Regions from separate parts of the Sus scrofa genome. Here all the other regions are linked to region 2. A link is a contact called in public Hi-C and HiChIP or PLAC-seq data. All regions are on one chromosome and are shown on one strand. The core of a region is the stretch at or near the end of the contact, and the rest is flanking DNA. Distances in the headings are between cores, read along the strand shown. Region 1 overlaps RAPGEF4 (rap guanine nucleotide exchange factor 4). Region 2 holds the start of MAP3K20 (mitogen-activated protein kinase kinase kinase MLT). Region 3 overlaps MAP3K20 (mitogen-activated protein kinase kinase kinase MLT). Region 4 overlaps MAP3K20 (mitogen-activated protein kinase kinase kinase MLT).

Evidence for each region. A called contact is a pair of places that touch in the nucleus more often than the background predicts. HiChIP or PLAC-seq counts read pairs in DNA pulled down with a chosen protein or histone mark.
Region 1: an H3K27ac HiChIP or PLAC-seq map of skeletal muscle shows a contact between it and region 2. The contact joins the enhancer-like site here to the promoter of MAP3K20 in region 2. A contact is called at or near these places in 1 of 5 promoter capture datasets (skeletal muscle), 10 of 47 Hi-C or Micro-C datasets (brain, embryonic fibroblasts, fetal heart ventricle and 4 more) and 2 of 2 datasets of contacts at active chromatin or transcription factors (alveolar macrophages and skeletal muscle).
Region 3: a Hi-C map of liver shows a contact between it and region 2, with 8 times the contacts expected there. The contact joins the enhancer-like site here to the promoter of MAP3K20 in region 2. A contact is called at or near these places in 1 of 5 promoter capture datasets (liver), 2 of 47 Hi-C or Micro-C datasets (embryonic fibroblasts and liver) and 1 of 2 datasets of contacts at active chromatin or transcription factors (skeletal muscle).
Region 4: a contact with region 2 is called in an H3K27ac HiChIP or PLAC-seq map of skeletal muscle. The contact joins the enhancer-like site here to the promoter of MAP3K20 in region 2. A contact is called at or near these places in 1 of 5 promoter capture datasets (skeletal muscle), 8 of 47 Hi-C or Micro-C datasets (liver, skeletal muscle and subcutaneous adipose tissue) and 2 of 2 datasets of contacts at active chromatin or transcription factors (alveolar macrophages and skeletal muscle).

Annotation. Positions count from the first base shown.
Region 1 is chr15:79,069,167-79,071,866 of Sscrofa11.1, forward strand. RAPGEF4 (rap guanine nucleotide exchange factor 4) reads left to right here. Exons shown (of 31, transcript XM_021075197.1): 26 at 656-746. Among named protein-coding and RNA genes, the nearest start is that of MAP3K20, 100 kb to the right of the region's middle. Within about 2 kb of position 1,450, at least 8 of the 83 cell types and tissues checked have an H3K27ac peak or open chromatin away from gene starts, as enhancers often do. A contact at or near this core is called in skeletal muscle, where this site is marked.
Region 2 is chr15:79,173,086-79,175,785 of Sscrofa11.1, forward strand. It overlaps MAP3K20 (mitogen-activated protein kinase kinase kinase MLT), which reads left to right and starts at 1,428. Exons shown (of 20, transcript XM_013990583.2): 1 at 1,428-1,671.
Region 3 is chr15:79,258,526-79,261,225 of Sscrofa11.1, forward strand. The region is part of intron 2 of MAP3K20 (mitogen-activated protein kinase kinase kinase MLT); the gene reads left to right. Among named protein-coding and RNA genes, the nearest start is that of MAP3K20, 85 kb to the left of the region's middle. Within about 2 kb of position 1,451, at least 3 of the 83 cell types and tissues checked have an H3K27ac peak or open chromatin away from gene starts, as enhancers often do. A contact at or near this core is called in liver, where this site is marked.
Region 4 is chr15:79,281,257-79,283,956 of Sscrofa11.1, forward strand. All of the region lies in intron 4 of MAP3K20 (mitogen-activated protein kinase kinase kinase MLT), which reads left to right. Among named protein-coding and RNA genes, the nearest start is that of MAP3K20, 110 kb to the left of the region's middle. Within about 2 kb of position 1,450, at least 13 of the 83 cell types and tissues checked have an H3K27ac peak or open chromatin away from gene starts, as enhancers often do. A contact at or near this core is called in alveolar macrophages, liver and skeletal muscle, where this site is marked.

The sequences.
Region 1 (2,700 bases), core at 200-2,699, 100 kb before region 2:
TCTTGTCCCACAATATTCTTATTCCCAAATATATATCCATAAAAGCAAAGAGTGGCCAAAATACAGGTTCAAAATGATCAGCTTCATCAACACTGCTAAAACACAGAGCGGGTAACGTTATTGGGGGTCAGCTGTTGAGGTTACTAGCTGTATACGGGTCATGATTTGTACAGTGATATTTGTTCAACAAATTAGAAGCATTTGCATGGCAGGTGGAAGTTCAGTGTGATCTCCTTGGTTCCCTCAGGCTGCCAGAGCCTGGGGTGTCCAGTTTCAGGCTGGAAGTCTGAAAGCCTCCAAGGACATTTTGCTTCCTCTCTTCAGATCCCCTGAGATGTTTCCTTCCAAGTCCAACAAGGTTTTATCGCTTTGGGGTTACAGTAACAATCCCCCAGGTCGGTGTCTTTAAATTTCCTTCTCAAAACCTGCACCGACGGCCAATACCATCACCTTTCTAAAACTGCGATGAGAAATCAAACAGCAGAACACGGTCACCCAAGTGGAAACTTTTATAATGCATTAAATCTATCATTGCCTGTTCTCGTAAGAGAGTCCTGACGAATATTAATGACCATCAGAAAATAGAACCCTAATTTTTTTTTTTATCTCACTCAAAAGTGACATTTTCTCCCAACATGTGCCTCTTGTGTTTCAGCTGTAAGGAGTACAAAAATCTGAATTCCTTTTTTGCCATCGTCATGGGACTAAGTAATGTTGCTGTGAGCCGCTTGGCACTAACGTGGGAGGTAAGCTTCCGCTGCGATCCAGCTGTGACTTTTGCCTTAAGAATTAAAAACAGAGGCTCACTGGGGTGCTTTAATAGAAATAGCATACACTTGTACAGCAGTGGGAAAGGTGGGACACTTGGAGGGAGGTGACCTGTCTCCTTTTGCCTCAGCATGTGAATTGTAAAAGGTATTGTCCTTTGGTGTCTTGGGGGGGGGGGGAGGTCTTAGCTTCTTGGTAAATAAGATGTAAATAAAAATAAGCTGAGAATCAACAGCGTTGCTTGGATGACTTCAGAGGTTTTGCTTATACGTCCTGCTGTTCTCTGGAAGGTCTTCTTCTTGCTGTTGAAAGAAGCCTTATCGGTAATTAAGCGAGGACAGAAGATCCCTTTGTATCCAGGTAGTCACTTTGCTCCTGGGAGAATAAGCCAGCAGGCCGACTGTGTGGCCCAGCTCAGTACCCATACCAAGTATCTCTTAACCACCTTTCAGACCTCTCTGTGTATGGAGAGAGGAACAAGAGTTGGTTAGAATTCGCTTTGGTGCTGAAGTTATGCAGGTGTGTTGTGAATTTCTGTAGCCAATATTAGTGGTTTGTGGCTAGTTGGTTATTTGTGCTAGAGAACATCCTTATTTTCCATTAGCTAAGTACTCAAACTATGCCTGACCCCTTACATGCGGTCTATAGTCAAAGAAATACTAATCTCTAATAGAACATACACACCAAAATAGACTCGTACTAAAAATAAAAAAGTATGTGTAAGTGGGACACAAAAAGAGGGCAGGGAGGAGGTAACAGAGACTTCATTTGCAGTGATGCTTTAAAAAGCCACCAAAGGCAGCTGTTTGCTTCTCCCAATGTTTTCCTTGAAATAGGTCCTTCCGGCTTCCCTCTTGAAATTGTTTTTTTTCCCTGTTCCTCCTCAGTGTTTGCACTGTTGACAGGACAGGTCCTCACACGTCCTTCTGTCTTGGGTTTCTCTGAAGATTCCAGGCAGATGCAGCACACAGCAGCTCATCCCCTGAATATAGGAATGAGGGAACGGGTGAGGCCTGCATGCCACGTGGCTGGGTCATCTTCCAGCTAGAAAAAGCTGCCGCTGCCAATAAAATCTAAGCCATGAGGCCAGGGGGCAGCCTCCCCTTCTTGGAGCCCACGGCTCTTGGAATCTTAGGAGACCGAGGTTCCCTCTCAAAGAGTCTGCTTTCCCCAACCTGGTTTCAGCTTTTAACCCTCTCGCTGAATCCACAGGGTTTGGTTGGGAAGAACAAAGAAGGTATAAAACCTCATGGGGTCCAGGAAGCAGCCAGACATTAAGGCCGTAGCATGGGGGAGCGCTCCCAGAGTCCCCTTTCCTGGCCGAAAGAGAAAAACCCGGAGGCTGCCTGGGGGAGGGAAAGAGTTCTCTGGCCAGCCCTTCATTCCTCAGGGAGGAGGAAGGAGGAGCACTTGGGCCTGGGAGCTTGTGTTTCCATCCTTGCGTGTTGCTGAAAGGAGGAGAGTCCCCTTTCATCACCTATAAGCCTTTATCTCTAGAGGCAAAATGTAACTGAATCATCTGTAGGAAGCGCTGTCCTTCATAAGCATCTTTGCTTTGGTGTATCTACCTGTCCTGGCCGAGCCCCTCCCACGTGCTTCTCGCACGAGTCGAGTGAGTGGCAGGATGGCAGCAGGAGCAGCGTGAGAAATGGGGCCTGCCCTCTGGGAAGCAGAGAACACGTGTGAGACAGTCAATGAACAAAACGGAAAACAGAGGGAAGCCACGTGGCAAAGGGAATGGCTGGACATGGAGGGGAAAGACCCATTTGAGAGAATGCCAGAGGGAGTGAGACCTCGGAGCCAAGTTTCTTGGCCTTGACGGTGTTGACATGTTGGGCAGGAGCCCTCTTTGTTGGGGGGGGAGGGGCTGTTCTGAGCCACATGGGAGGCTTAGCAGCATCCCTGGCCTCCGCCTACTATAGACCAAGAGCA
Region 2 (2,700 bases), core at 178-2,677:
ATCACCATCCAGTGCCTTTGAAGGTGAGGTAAAATGACAGGCGTCACCATATACCTGGGTGCTAAAGAGCTAAAGAGCTTAGTTTTCCTCTTAATGGTTAGATGATTTGGGGAATTCTCTGATTACCTGCATCAGGAAATTTTTTTAGCATGACAATTTTTGTCAATCCTAATTTATCAGTTCCCCAAAAAGAATGCTAAATTCCTAGTCCTTATCAAAGGGAAAATTCAAATATTAATCTGAATCACAGACTAGAAAATGTTTTTTTTTAAACCTCTATTCACTCATCTCCCCACTTCCATATCTTCAACTAGATGAACGATTTACAAATTTTATATTTCCCTCCTGAGCTCTTTTCAGAATCAGTTTCCTATTTCAACTGCTGCATCTCTATCGGTTTTTCCTCCCATGACCTCAAACTCAACAGGAAGCCAGTTCCTACTCCACCGATCTCTATTTCTGTCAGTGACACCATCATTCTTCCAGTCACTCAGGTCTGAAAATCTTGGCATCATCTCTGACTTTCTTCTTCTCTTCCACATCTAGTGGCTCACCAATTTCCGTGGCCTCTTCCTGAAGCATGTCTCTCAAGTCCCTTTCCTCTTTCCTAATTCTATTTTGTGCACGCCAATTCAAGCCCTCACAATCCCACGACCAAGTAGTGACAATATGATGCTTCCTAGTTTTGTCTTAGCAACCCATCCTACAGCCATCTTGGACTGAATTCTGCCTCTGGAAATCACCATTAAAACAAAAATCACAAAAGCCTATTTTACCCCTTTGATCCCAACTTTGCACAGTTCTCCAATGTCCATAGATGGTAACATTCAAGCTCAAAGCCCTGGATCACGCTGGCCATACCTTTGCAAACTCTTCTTCTGTTTCCTCCACAGAACCAGAAATCCTCTACTCGACCATGACTTCTCCGCCCTCGTACTGATTTCCACTTTTGCTCATACCTGGAATGGAGTCTAGTCTCCTCATCTGAACTTGGCTTTGCTAAAGTCACCAACCAGGGCAGCAGACCATGACCCCTTCTCAAAATTCCGTGGTATCTTGATGGTTCTACTAAGGCGGCCTTCAGCCCTATCTCCTCCGAAATATCTGTACGTCGGTCCCCTTCCCAAGTAGATAATTAACTTCCGTTGGGCACGAAGCAGCCTCCCACCTTTTTGCATCCCAGCGCCCTTTTCACGGTAAATGTTTGTTGCTAAGGATGAGTGGAGGGAAGACATATGAGTGTTATGTCGTTAAAAAGATGTGAAGACATAAAGGGGTGCAGAGGCACAGCCCTCTCCCCGCTTCCCCACGATAGGGGTGCCATCTGAGGGCGGCAGCAAGGTGTCCTCAGGATGCAGCCGGGGAGCCCAAGCGCCCGCCCCCGCCCGGCTGGCTTTCGGGCGCCTCTGCTCTGCGGCCCGGCCGGTGGGTGTGCGGGGCACCGGCAGGAAGGCCCGGCCTTTCCTCGCTGGGAGGTAGGTGGTGCTGTTGCCGTGACTGTCTCCCTCATTGGCGCCGGGCGGAGAGGCGGAATGTTCAACTCCTGACTCGGGCGGAAGCGTGGAAGCCGCGCCGGCCGCCGTCCTCTCGACCCCGGTCGCCGCCCGTGCCCTGGCCGTGTGCGGGGCCTCGGCGCCCCCGGCTGCTGCTCGCGTCCGGCCCGGGAGCCAGGTAGGGGACCAGGCCGGAGGCTGTGGGGGAGCGGGTGCGGGGCAGGCCCGCCGCGATCGCGAATCGTCCCGGCGTCGCGGGCCCAGGCCTTGTCGGGATCGGGGCCCCCACCGGACACCCCTGCCCGACCTGGAGCCGGCGTCCCCTGCTCTCGCGGCGTTGCGCGGCTGGGAGCAGATCGGGAACTTTGCGCGGGTCCCACGCAGAAGTTGACGCCCGGAAGAGCAAGGCGCAGCGGGAGCGTCCGGGGCGGTCTCGGCCCCCGGAGCGCGGCGCGGGCGTGGGGCGCCCTTCGGACGCCGGGACGCTAGTCTCGCTGGGGGTGACCCGAGCGTCTCTCCGGAGGTGAGGCGAGCGTCTCCCAAATCAGAGCAGGGCGCAGGCCGCTTCCCAGCAGAGGTTCTTGCGTGCGAGGCGAGCCCACTAACTTCAGTTTTCCTGTGGGTCGGCCGGGAGCCCGCGTCCCTCCGAGAGCGGCCGCGCCGGCTCTGCTCGGGGCACCGTGGTCCTCGTGCCCTCCCTCACCTCAAGTGTCCCGTGTTCCTTCGGCGGGCGCGGGGGCGGCTCATTTGCCGACCCGATGGCGTTCCCCGGTTCCTGGGCTTGGAGACATGCACCAGGCCCGGAGGTGCAGGCTGAGGCGGCCGCCACGCCTCGCCGGCTCCTGACAGCTTGCAGGAAAACTTTAATCCAAAACTGGTCGGAAGGCATCGAATTGCCTACAAAATGGGGCAGTCGTTGTTAGATTGCTGAAAATGTATGTTTCTGATGCGCCTCCGGGTCTTGCATAAGCACTGTTTATGGGGAAACTTAATTACTATTTTTGTTGGTTTCTTTAATAATGAAAGCAGCACCATTTAGTGGTCTATTCCAATGATATTACAATACGCAGCTTCTCATGAATGGTAGTGTATTAGAATCAACTTACAGAACTAATTCGATGATTTTTGAGCTAAGGTGGTTGTTAAAGTATATTCATATTTTAACCCTAAAGCCGTTTTATGCTTTCCTGATGTCAGTTGAACAGCC
Region 3 (2,700 bases), core at 201-2,700, 85 kb after region 2:
GGAGTTGTTTTTTGTTTTTTTTTTTTTAATTAAATTAATTTATCCCATCTGTAGTTATATCCTAGGAGTTTTTAAACTAAGAATTTCCCCTTGTCCCTTATATCCCACTGTTAAATACGTAGTCCTGAGCTCTGTGGGATAAAAATAAGAGGTATGCTCTACTGGGAAGATTGGTGTGCCTTTTCTTTTCAAGCCCGTCCTGTTCCTAAGAGGCCTGGTTCATTCGCTGCACACTTTTGTGATACCAGCCCAAGCCTAGGAAGAGAGCTGTCTTAGTCTGTTCAGGTGCTGTAACAATGCCAAAGATGGAATGGCTTGTAAACAACATTTATTCCTCACGGTTCTGGAGGCTGGGAAGTCGAAGATCAAGTCATTAGCAGATTCGGTTTCTGGTGAGAACACGCTTTCTGGTTCACAGATGGCCGTGTTCTTGCTGTATCTGCACATGGCGGGGGGAGGAGGTGAGAGAGCTCTCTGGGGTCACTTTTATAAGGGCACTAACTAATCCCATTCAGGACGGCTCCACCCTCTTGACCTGATGAACTCCTACAGGCTCCACCTCCAAATACCGGCACATTGAGGGTTAAGTTTCAACATCTGAATTTGGGGGGAATGTGGTCAGTCCGTAGCAGGGAGCCTGTGTGAAATGTAGCCCCACGACTGAGCATCAGGGCTCCCATTTCTCAGGGTGTGGTAGTGGAGCATCTTGCACAGTGAGTATGGGAAGTGTGGGCTTGATAAGAGGTTGGCTTACTTGTACCTGTGATTTTGGAAATGTATATGGTAAAATGCAGGAGTTGCCATTATGGCTCAGCGGGTTAAGAACCTGACAGTCTCTGTGGCCTCACTCAGTGGGTGAAGGATCCAGTGTTGTCACCAGCTCAGATCTGCTGTGGCTGTGGCTGTGGCTGTGGCCCATAGCTGCAGTTCCAATCGACCCCTAGCCTGGGAACTTCCATATGCCTTAGGTGTAAGACCAAAAAAAAGAAGGAAAGAAGGAGGGAAACTGTACAATGCATTGGGTAGAAAATTGGAACTTCGGAACTGGAAAGTTTAAAACTAAGCAAGCTTCTGCATTCTGAATCCGAAAAAGTACAATGAGGGTATGCTTGGAGAGTAGCCAAGCAGGGAAGGGCTTTCAAGAAACTGTGCCCATTTGATTGTTGCAAGCTGTAGAACCTGCAAGAGGCAACTTGTAGCCATCATTCTGAAAGTTTAAATCAACAATGAGCTGGTGAACATAATTTCGGTGTGGCTTCTCCTGTGGTTATATAATGTATTGACTTTCATTCTTATGAAATAGTAGCCTTAACTCTTATGGGTGTAAAAAGAACAGAAAGAATATTGGAGCAAATCCACACCCATGGGCATTTTACTCTTCTCACTGTCCTGTTCAGAATAAACATTTACCTACCATGAACTCTCAGTGGCAGTTATTTAAACACAATGTTACTGTCGTGAAATGCTATTTGTTTATCCACTCTTTGAATATTATTGCATGCTGCCCACATACGTAACGTATCTGACCTTCCTCCCTCATGCGATATTGTATTAGATATTTTGCAGGATGAGCACAGTAAGAAAGCCTTCTCTCAAGAGCAGCAGGCCACAGGAGCAAATGGCAGAAAGGAGAGGAAGATCATTTAATAAAACACTGAGCCAGACTCTGAAGCCGTGTACTCAGTGTCCAGCACCTTTGTCTCATGGTCTCAGAACACATTCAAGAATAACCCAAGTGAACACTAGTTTGTTCTGGAGCCATGTCAAGAGAAACTCATAACTCAGAGGTTAACTAAACTAGTTTTTATATGCCTAGGGTAGTTCTGGGAAGGTTCCTGATCCAATCCTAGGGAAAAATCAGAATTTCCATGCAAATCAGTATTTTAAATGTTATATTTATATGCTCTGGTCTTTACACAACATGCTTTATTGCTTTTTTTTTTTTTTTTTTTTTTTTTTTTTTTTTTGTCATTTTGCTATTTCTTTGGGCCGCTCCTGCGGCATATGGAGGTTCCCAGGCTAGGGGTCGAATTGGAGCTGCAGCCATCGGCCTACGCCAGAGCCACAGCAACACTAGATCCGAGCCGCATCTGCAACCTACACCACAGCTCACGGCAACACCGGATCATTAACCCACTGAGCAAGGGCAGGGATCGAACCCGCAACCTCATGGTTCCTGGTGGATTCGTTAACCACTGTGCCACGATGGGAACTCCCACTTTTTTTTTTTTTTAAGTGTATTGATTTACAGTGTTGTGCCAGTTTCTGCTGTACAGCATAGTGAGCCAGTCATTCACATACGTACATTCTCTTTCTCATGTTATCTTCCATCATGTTCTATCCCTGGAGATTGGATATAGCTCCCTGTGCGGTGCAGTAGGACCTCATTGCTTATCCGTTCTAAATGGAATAGTTGTCATCCACTAACCCCAGACTCCCAGCTGATCCCACTCCCTGTTCCCTCCCCTTTGGTAACCACAAGTCTGTTCTCTATGTCTGTGACTCTGTTTCTCTTTTGTAGATAGGTTCATTTGTGCCATGTTTTTGCTTTTTTCTGATTAAAAAATTACATAGGTTATTATAAAGAATTTGGGGAATATGTAAAAACTTTAAATCATTTGTGATTCTTTTTGCTACCTAGAGATAACCACAATTCATATGTCATTTTATTTCTTCCCCATCTCTCTTGTTATACATATA
Region 4 (2,700 bases), core at 200-2,699, 110 kb after region 2:
AAACCAAAAGTACCAAGAATTCTGCAACTTACTGTGCACATAGTATTTTAGGTCATTGCTTTTCTAACTCCTGCATTCCTTTTCTCTCCTTTCCCTTATTTATTTACCAAGTTCCAAGAGTATCAGTGGCAACCGGGGGGAAGCCATTTTTGCCACATTTTGTGACGTAATCGGCCAGCTTGTTTGACACATGAAATGGAAAGATCATAATTCTGTGTTGTTCTCTACTTAGACACAGTATCCAGAAAACATGACTTATTGTAGGAATTAGTTCTACTCATTTTGTATACTTAATAGTACCTTAAAAAATAGTAATCCGTTGCAAAAACCTTTTTTATTTGCCCTGCCATGGGAAAGCAATTCAGATTTTATTTTAGATTTAATGTAAGTTTGGAAATCATCCTTGGAATTGAAATATTTTTGATACACAAAAGTCCCTAAACAAGGTGCCTGGTTCTTTTTCCCTCTTAAATTCCTGCGTAGACAAATGCTTTCTGAAGCAATTTAAATTCCATTTATTTTTGTCTTTTTATTTTCCATTTTCCTAACTGAATGTTTCTAAATTTTATTTATAACTGTCACAGTTGTTTTGGAAACCAATTAATCTAAATAATGAATGCTGATAGTTACATTTGTATTCTAGCAACCCCTAGAAAGCAAGTGTGTCCAAATTTTACTGGGGCAATTAACTCCTTTGCATTTTGCTACTCCAATCTGTACAAACATTTTTTTACAAAACGAATACAAGGATATTTAGCCGTCAATGAGGAAAGCACCTCATACTTTGCTTTCACTGGGACGTCGCACAGGGACTTCCAAAAAGTAATAGTCTTTCCTTTGGGGAATTATCTTGTCCGTTTAAAGTTTTATCAACACCTGCCAAATTCTTCAAACAGAAAAAGTGAAAATTAAAAAAAAAAGTTTCATGCTAAATGCTGCTGCTTGAGTGATACTTCATTACCTTATAAGAGTAATAAGCGCAAGGTTTAGGATGGTGTACTTAAGGCTTTAGCTGTGTTAATTAACTTAATTGTGTATTCATGCATCAGACATCTCAAATCAGCCTTAAAATTTCACATTCTTCAAGACATTTTCATGTCACAGCATAGCCACTTCTCTCCATGTCAGGAATACACAGGGGCCACCTGTTTGTAAGCAGGGTAATGTGCTCTTACTGGAAATTGCCTGAAGCATTGTGGAAAAAGGAATACACTTACATAAATGTAAGCACATAACACAAGCAGTCCTTGACTTAAAACACTTCACCTTACAGACATTTGCATTTAGGGTGCTCAGCCAATTACACCCATCTTATTACTTAATGGCACTTAGGAAGGATAGATAGCAAACAAATCAGCTGACACCAGTCACTCGGCTTCCTGTTGTGCACACTCGGCTTAAGCTTTCCTGGCCTCCAACCTGTAAACCTCACCCCTCCTGGTCCCTTCCCCTGCAGCAGTCCCTGCAGAAGGGACAAGTCCTTTGGCTCCAGATCAGCCGGGTCATTCCTGGAGTTTCTCAAGAGCCCTGGCACTTTGCCACGGAAGGACAGGACGAGAAGGAACAGGACTAAATAGCAAACTGGAACTAGAAGTAAAAAACAGGGATGGAGAAAATGGGAGTGGACCATGGGACAGTGTCCAGAACTACACAGTAATCAAATAATACACCACTGTCTGGTGGCTAATGAATTAATCTGAAAGGAAAGTTTGGCCTCAGGTAAAAAGAGTGAGGCAGAGAAGAGACTTGTTTATTTATAGTCGCAAGTAATACTTAATATTTAAAGTAGCCTACTAAAGGAGGAAGAAATCAGTGCTTTCGGAATGACTTCGGCCTCTCCGACAAAGCTATGTGTAGAGCTTAGAGAACGTGTGAAATCGGAAGGCTGATCGTTGTTGATTCTGTTTTTAATTCAGCCATGCCCTTTGGTTTCACTGTGATTGAAGCCACTGAAGCAACAAGATATTGAGAAATCAGAGAATGAATAATTCATTTCAGATAAGAGTTGATTCATGCATTTTGAAATAGGCATCGCTTAACATCACTGCAGAGAGAATTATTCCTCCAAGGCAGAAAAAGATGCTTTTCTTTCTGAGTGGAAAGAAGAATGGAGGGCAGACCAGCCAGTATATCTGAAATTGCTACAAGTCAGTCAGCAACCTGTAAAAGGAACAATGAAAGCAAATAAACCTGGATCCAGTCTCCAAATGATTCCAGATCTCCCCAAAGTGACACCTGTCAAATCTCTTTAAAGAAACCTTCTGTTCTAAAATTGATGGAGGTATTTTTCAGCCTTCTTAATTGTTTGCAATAAAAATAAGGCGGAGTTGTAGGAAGCTCTATAAAACCATTACATAGAATTTTATATGATTGTGATTACAACTGTTTATGTACACTAAATATTCTATAAATGTATACTATATGTTCTACACAAATAATGTATAGTACTTTTTCTCATAACATCTGCATGAGGAAGAAAGTGTCTATATTTAAAGCTTTTGTACTTGAATGTTTTTTGAAATTCTTTTTCAGCAAATATAGAAACTATCTAGCTCTACCTCTAATAATAATTAAACAGTTTCTACCAGAAAAAGTATTCAGGAATTTGATTTTTTTTTTTTTTTAAAGGCTGCGCCTGCAGCATATGGAAGTTCCCAGGCTAGGGGTCAAATCAGAGTTGCGGCTGCTGGCCTACACCAC